Regions from separate parts of the Mus musculus genome. Here region 1 is linked to region 2. A link is a contact called in public Micro-C data. All regions are on one chromosome and are shown on one strand. The core of a region is the stretch at or near the end of the contact, and the rest is flanking DNA. Distances in the headings are between cores, read along the strand shown.

Region 1 (3,498 bases), core at 998-3,497, 280 kb before region 2:
AGCCGAACCAGAAGAAGAAGTTGAAGAGCTGGCTGGGCACCGGGCAGCCGACCGCTATGAGCGTGTAGGTGAAAAAGAACGGAAACCAACACACCACGAACACGCCGATCACCACCGCCAGCACGAACGTGAAGCGTTTCTCCCGGTTTTGCCTCCCGCGCCAGCGCGACGCTTTGGCGCCCCCGCCGCGCTCCTCTCCGTGCCCGGACCCCGAAGCCCCCGGCCCCGCGGCCCCGGGCCCGCGCCGCGGCAGACTGTCCCCCGGCTTCACCTGACTCGCCCGGGTCTTGCCCTTGGCTCGGGGGCCGCGGTCGGGTCTGCGGGGCCCCGGGGGCCGCTCGGCGTGCTCGGACGACGAACTCTCCTCTAGGTCCAGCGCATCCCCATCGCGGGGCCCGGCGGGCGCGGGCTCCCCCGGGGCACCGTTAAGCTGGGTGGGCAGCGGCTCCGCCTCAGCGCCCGTGGGACCCGCGCCGCGCTCCGGGCCCAGCCCGTTGGGCCTGCGATCGGCGCCCCCCGGCGGCGCGGAACAGGCGTCCGGACCCCGGCGGCTGGGAGGCACGCGGGTGCGACGCTTGGCGATCTGGTAAATACGCACGTAGACCAGGATCATGATGAGGCAAGGCGCGAAGAAGGAACCGATGGACGAGGAGATGACATACCACTTCTGGTCGTTGATCTTGCAGCTTGGCTCGGCCGGCTGCTGCCCGCCGCCAGCGCCCTTCTTCTCTATGGAGATGAGTGGCGGGAAGGAGATGACAGCCGAGATGACCCACACGGTGACAATGATGGCCTTGATGCGACGCGGCGTGCGCTTCAGGTTGTACTCGATGGCCTGCGTGATGGACCAGTAGCGGTCAAGGCTGATGGCGCACAGGTGCACTATGGACGACGTGCAAAAGAGCACGTCGAGAGCCAAATAGATCTCACACCACACCTTACCAAAGTACCAGTAACCCATAACCTCGTTGGCCAAAGAAAAGGGAATGACCAGCGTGGCCACCAGGATGTCCGCTGAGGCCAGGGACACCAGGAAGAGGTTTTGGGGAGCTTTGAGCGCGCGACTGGTGAACACCGCGATAATAACCAGCACGTTGCCAAATACTGTGAACAGCATGAGCAGGCCAGCCAGGCAAACCAGCGTCAGTGTCACCTGCAGGGAGTAAGGGGTGGCTCGGGTGCCGCCTCCGGGCGCTTCGGTCCCGTTCCAGCTGCTGTTGCCGGCATCCGGCTGCAGTGAGCCCATGGGCGCAAAGCTGCCCTCGGCCAGCGGCTGCTCCTGGCGGAACATGAACGCGGGTGCTGGTTCTCGTGGGCCTGCTGCCAGCTGCCTTCCGGCCCCGCGTCCGTGGGTCCTCCTCTTCCTCCGGTGCGGGGTTCGTCCCGCCGCGCCTCACATAAGGAAGAGGGCCGCAGGGAGCTCGGGCCCAAGCTGGGGACCGCTAGTGGTCCATGGACTGGAGCCCGCGAACTGGCACCGGTTCGTCCTTCCGACGCTCCGGGTGGGTGCTTTCTCTCTCCCAGCTCCTCAAACACAGCCAAGTTTTATTTCTAAGCGGCAGGATCGAGTAGGGCCAGCTGGTGGTTAGAGATTTTATTCTTCAAGAAAAGAGAAAAGAAATTATCGGTGGCCTGATGATTTGGAAAGATGTCAGAAATTTATACAAATGCATTTAGCTAGTCATCTATACCTTGATTCTTAAGCTGAGCGAAAGCATGAAGTCTTACCCCAAGAGGCAGCGGAGGGGTGTTGGTGTGGGCTCGGAGTCCTAGGTCTGTCTTCTTATACCCTCGAAGAGATTTCCAACTCCGTCGCTACCCTCCAGGCGGGGTGGCGAGGGCTGGGCCGGACCTCCGGCGAAGGCGCGGACTCTGCCTCCTCTAGGAGCCCCACGGGACTTCCAAAGTTGTGCGCTCTGCTGGGGCTGGGACTCTGTACACAGAGCTCGGGGGCGGCGGCGGTGGGGTGAAGGGTGTGGGGGCCGCATGAAGCCGCACCCCCACCACCACCACCTCGGTCCTCAGGGCCAAGCTAGGTGAGCGACCGGCTCTCCAGGAGCCGCGGCGGAGCCAAGGGTGGCTGCTAGCCGCGATCTGGGTGGGCGCTGAGCGCCACAGACCCGGCGGGGGTCGGAGGGCCGCGTGAGTTTTCGCAGGACCGCAGGACTTGGAGCTGGAGGCGCTGGGTGGCTGGGCGGTGTGCGCCGGCTGCTGGGCGTCTGCACGGAAGCGGGAGCCGAGGCTGCTCCGCCGCTCTACGCTGGACTGGTTTTATAGCCCCAGGATGAAGCCGGCGTTGCCGAGCAGCCGGCGTCAGCCCCCACGTGGGAAGTCGACCCTCCTCCGCCCCTCGCGCCTCCCCTCCTTAGGTCTAGAGCCCGCACCCGAGTCGGACCCGGGAGAGCGCTGCCTCTGGGACCCGGCTTTTGGAAAGACGGGTACAGGGAGCGAGGGGCAATAAGAGAGAGCCTAAGGAGTGGGGAGCGGCCCCTGCTGGGAGTTGGCCGTTCGGCTACTAGCTGGCCCAGGAGACAGTAGCAGGCGCCCAGCGGTACACCGATCTAGCTGGGTTTTAGCAGAAGAGGGTGCCAGGGTGCTGGGACCCGAATTAGGAGATGCAGAGTGGCATAAGAGTCGCTGGCGAGCAGCCCCGCCCCAGGTCAAGCGCAGGTGCTTCTGGTGACTGGGATGAAAGGGATCCCGGAGAGGTAAGCGTGTGCGGGTTCCTAAGGAACCACTGGAGCGGAATGGACCAGCATCCACGAGAGCAGACCAGGCCGGAGTTATCCATACTTAGGGAAGAGAAGGCCTCCTATCCTAGCAGCTGCCGGGACTCTCAAGGCCTGGACTCTGCACTGCGCCCCTTTGAAAGGCGGTGGGGAAGGGTCCTGGAGGGGTAGGCCCTGAGCCATGACAGAACGAGAGCGCACTGACACCTGCTGGCCGCTGGTCGTCACGGCTGGAAAGCGACTTAAGGGCTCCAGGCTCCTCTGGAGTCCTTTCCTCCATTTTTCTCCTATCTTGGGGGCAAGTTTGGACTAAGCTGGGGCGGCGGGGGTGGGGGGGGGGGAGGGGACACGGACAGATTTCAAACTGCACTATGTCATGATGCAGAAATCTTCAGGTTGTATAGATCTACCTCTGATGAGAGTAAGGCTCGGAACCTTCTACAGATGTGAGAGTCCTGGATCTTCCTCTCTGCTTGCCTGGCTTTAAACTACTGGGAACCGTTAAGCATTAGTTGAGGCACAGCTACTTTATGAAGAGCGCCATGACATTATAGGTAGATGTAAGCCTTACGCTGTTTTAATCAGTACCTACTGTGTGCACGAATTAAAGTATTACACTGAACTCCACAAATGTATAGGATTATTATGTGTTTGTCAAAAAGGGGTTTCTGATTATGGAAATAGAAAAGTTAACTATCCTGACTTGGTCATTACATACTGTGTGTAATATTGAATTAACATACAGTATCTTACACATCTGTACAATTAA
Region 2 (3,814 bases), core at 875-3,374:
CACCTAGGATGGGTCTTCCTCCCTCAGTTAATACCATCAGGAAAGTTCCCCACAGTATGCCCAAAAGGTCCAACTCCCAGGTGATTCTAAGATAGTGAATGCTAACCCTCACAACTCTGGTCTGAAAGCATCAAGTGGGAAACTCCAGGAGGAAACATTGTATTAGTTTTGAATCTGTACCTGAATGTGTACCTCTGAGTGGCATGATGAAATGCCCTGCTACCCTCCTGTGCCCTGCGCCAATGTGAACCATCCTTTACCCAGCATCTCCACACAGTATAGACTTCCTGCCTTAGGTGCCTAGTAGTCTTGACTGCCAGATCAACTCCTGGACTACCACACTGTTTGCCTGTTTTACTTAGTAATGCCCCAAGACTCAAGACTAATGAAGCTGGCAATTTCAATAGTTTATTTTATAACTGTTTCATTTTGTTTCTACTTATTATTGATCTCTTATGTGTTAAGTAAAACTTTATCAGCTGGGCAATGGTGGCCCACACCTTTAATCCCAGCACTTGGGAGGCAGAGGCAGGAGGATTTCTGAGTTCGAGGCCAGCCTGGTCTACAGAGTGAGTTCCAGGACAGCCAGGGCTATACAGAGAAAACTCTGTCTTGAAATACCAAATAATAATAATAATAATAATAATAATAATAATAATAATAATAATAATAATAAATAAGTAAAACCTTATCATAAGTATATATACATGTATGTGTGTATGTATGTATAGGAAAATGTACATGATGAGAGCTCAGAATTAGCCAGTGGTTCTAGGCATCCATGGAGCCTCAGAATGAAAGCTCCTAAGTAAGAGAGAATTTCTGTCATCAGATCAGTGAGACAAAGAAATTGTCATTGACAACATACCGTAGACTAAACTCTAGGACTTAATCAGATATCTTTACTTTGTGCACACACTATTGTTTCTAAGACTTGCACAGGTCATAAAGACAACATGGTGTAGAGTTATTTATACCACAGTAATAAAATCAATAGCTATAATTTCAATGTTCAGGTCATGAGTGAGCCCAATAGTGCTTGCTTTATTACAATGAATCTTTGTTCCCAACTCAGTGGGATAGTTGTAGCAAAATCACATGACACCTCTCTCTCTCTCTCTCTCTCTCATTCTCTCTCTGTCTCTGTCTCTCTCTGTGTGTGTATGTGTGTGTGTGTGTGTGTCTTTAAGGTACCATAATAAGGTGGTAACCTTATTTTACTTATATCTTATTTTATGTGCCCACGTGCTTATCTAGTGCCCTCGGAGTCCAGAAAAGGGCATCAGATCCCCAGAGCTGCACTTATGGATAGTTGTGCACATCATGTGGGTGCTGGGAACCGAACACAGATCCTCAGCAAGAGCAGCAAGTGTTCTTAACCACTGAGCCATCTCTCAACCCCATTTTTTGGTTTTTTTGTTTGTTTGTTTGTTTGTTTTAAGGAACAACATTTATTCCTTTTCCAAATGTTACCATAAATATAGGTGGGAAAGAGTGGTCTTAGCAATTAGAAGAAAAGGTAAAAATCCTGAGGTTTGGTTATTCTAAGTTATTTACAATGATGGGAGAAAAAGATAGCTATTTCACATCACAGACCTCCCTGCTCCCCTAGGCCTAATATTTGCTTACCAAGTTGAAAAAGAGGCATGCTTGACTTGCAAGCTGGAGGTCTGAGCTTGAGTGAGACATTTGTCCCTTTTCCAGCCCACAAGCCACCAGACACAGCAGGAGAGAGCTTTAGAGACACTCAGGGTTTGGAAGTGCAACCACCCCTTCTTCTGGCTTGTGGGTTCAGGGTGCAAGATAAACAAAACCAGCTCAAAATGAATGTGGAGGAGAACCAGCAAGCACTTCGTGCAGGAGTGGGCGGGAAAGGAGGAGGGTCTCCGGCATTTCCTAGGGAAGCCAAACGGGCCCATCTTCAGTTGGCCTAAAGAGGAAGACCTAAAGAGGTGGATGGGAGAATCACCCAGAGGGAGGAGAGAGGCAGTGCTGCGCCTGGGAGAGAGCAACAAGCCTCTTCCTTTCTGAAAACAAGAAGGCAGCCAGGTAGAGACCCAGGATTTGCATGGCTTTCAGGGTGTTTGAGGGTGGAATTTGGTGCTGTTCTTGAATGATGCAAGGCACATTGAACAATGCCTCCATCTGGTGGTCAAAACAAAAATTAAGTAAAGCAGAGACAGCTGTCCATTCGACCTCCAGGAGTTGAGTCACCCTTTAAATTTATGGCGGAGGTGGTACTTCAACACACCTGTACTGAATGCTGCTCTAGGGAATGTTTGTAATGACAGTAATGGTTGCCTGGAAGGTTAAATATAAGTGCTTCGAAGCTCTTCCCATAAGAGGGGAATCTACATTCCCCAGCTTTGATCTGGACCTGCATCCCACTTGGGTTTTGAAAAGGAAGACACGTTCTTCCGGTCCCAGGCGCTGCAGGAGCCGCGGGTTACCGTGCAGACACGGCCAAGTCCAAGAACCACACCACACACAACCAGTCCCGCAAATGGCACAGAAATGGCATCAAGAAACCCTGGTCACAAAGATACGAATCTCTTAGGAGGTTGACCCCGAGTTCCTGGGCAACATGTACTTTGCCAAGAAGCACAACAAGAAAGGCCTGGAGAAGATGCAGGCCAGCAATGCAAAGGCAGTGAATGCGTGCGCAGAGGCCATCAAGGCCCTGGTGAAGCCTCAGGCCATCAAGCCCAAGATGCCAAAAGGCCCTAAACTCAAGTGGCTGGCTTTCATCGCTCACCCTAAGCTTGGGAGGCGGATTCAAAGCTACATGGCCAAGGGTCAGAGGCTCTGCCAACCGAAGTCTAAGGTTCAAACCAAGGCAGGGGCCAAAGCTCCAGCTAAGGCCCAGGCTTCAACTCCAGCCCAGACCCCCAAAGGTGCCCTGTGAAGGCCCCATAGAAAAGGCTCCTGCCAGTGTGAAGACAGACGGACTGTTGTGACACACCTCCCCACACACTATTTGCAGATGACCAGTGTCCTATGCTGTTCTTACAAATAAACTCAGGCAAGATCTGTTAAAGGAAGAAAGAAAGAAAGAAAGAAAGAAAGAAAGAAAGAAAGAAAGAAAGAAAGAAAGAAAGAAAGAAGAGAGAGAGAGAGAGAGAGAGAGAGAAGAGAAGAGAAGAGAAGAGAAGAGAAGAGAAGAGAAGAGAAGAGAAGAGAAGGAAGACACAAAAATAAAGCTAACGTCCATGCCTTCAGCTTCAGCCGCGGACCACCCCAACCCCCTCCAACTTCATACAATGCTGTCTTGGAGCAAGCCCAGGCTAGCCTCTGAGAGTAAGAGAGAAGGGGGCTCCTTCAGTCTCAGCTGCTTCTAAGACTATAGACATCGACATAAGCAGCCCCCCAACCCTCCACCCCGGCTAACTGCTCCCCAACATGGCAATAGTGAGCCTATTCAAGGCCATGTGAAACCTACTCAAGCTATAGCCCATGGAATCAGGAGAAATAATGCATTGTTTTAAACCACTGAGTTGTGGGATAACTCAGAATGCAGCAGCCTAGAGCTGATACACACCCTCCAATTTAAGATGGAAAGCCTGTATGTTGGATTACACACTTAAGACTCATTATCAGAGCTGGGCGGTGGTTGCGCACATCTTTAATCCCAGCACTCGGGAGGCAGAGGCAGGCGGATTTCTGAGTTCGAGGCCAGCCTGGTCTACAAAGTGAGTTCCAGGACAGCCAGGGCTGTACAGAGAAACCCTGTCTCAAAAGAAAAAGAAGAAGAAAGAAAAGACTCATTGTCACTATTTTATACTGAAGTTAAAAGCAAGGCGGAATCGACTTTACC

Evidence for each region. A called contact is a pair of places that touch in the nucleus more often than the background predicts.
Region 1: a Micro-C map of the G1E-ER4 cell line shows a contact between it and region 2, with 9 times the contacts expected there. The contact joins the promoter of Adra2a here to the enhancer-like site in region 2. A contact is called at or near these places in 14 of 39 promoter capture datasets (the 3T3-L1 cell line, 3T3-L1-derived adipocytes, the HPC-7 cell line and 9 more), 51 of 484 Hi-C or Micro-C datasets (the 3T3-L1 cell line, 3T3-L1-derived adipocytes, the AML12 cell line and 25 more), 14 of 115 datasets of contacts at active chromatin or transcription factors (embryonic forebrain, embryonic hindbrain, embryonic midbrain and 7 more) and 3 of 9 other capture datasets (adipose tissue, embryonic stem cells and liver).

Annotation. Positions count from the first base shown.
Region 1 is chr19:54,044,008-54,047,505 of GRCm38.p6, reverse strand. Adra2a (adrenergic receptor, alpha 2a) reads right to left here and starts at 2,247. Exons shown (of 1, transcript NM_007417.5): 1 at 1-2,247. The coding sequence starts at 1,291.
Region 2 is chr19:53,766,976-53,770,789 of GRCm38.p6, reverse strand. The region is part of intron 1 of Rbm20 (RNA binding motif protein 20); the gene reads right to left. It overlaps Gm30890 (a long non-coding RNA gene), which reads left to right. Exons shown (of 2, transcript XR_877920.2): 2 at 1-425. Among named protein-coding and RNA genes, the nearest start is that of Gm30943, 15 kb to the right of the region's middle. Within about 2 kb of position 2,124, at least 16 of the 459 cell types and tissues checked have an H3K27ac peak or open chromatin away from gene starts, as enhancers often do. A contact at or near this core is called in the G1E-ER4 cell line and cortical neurons, where this site is marked.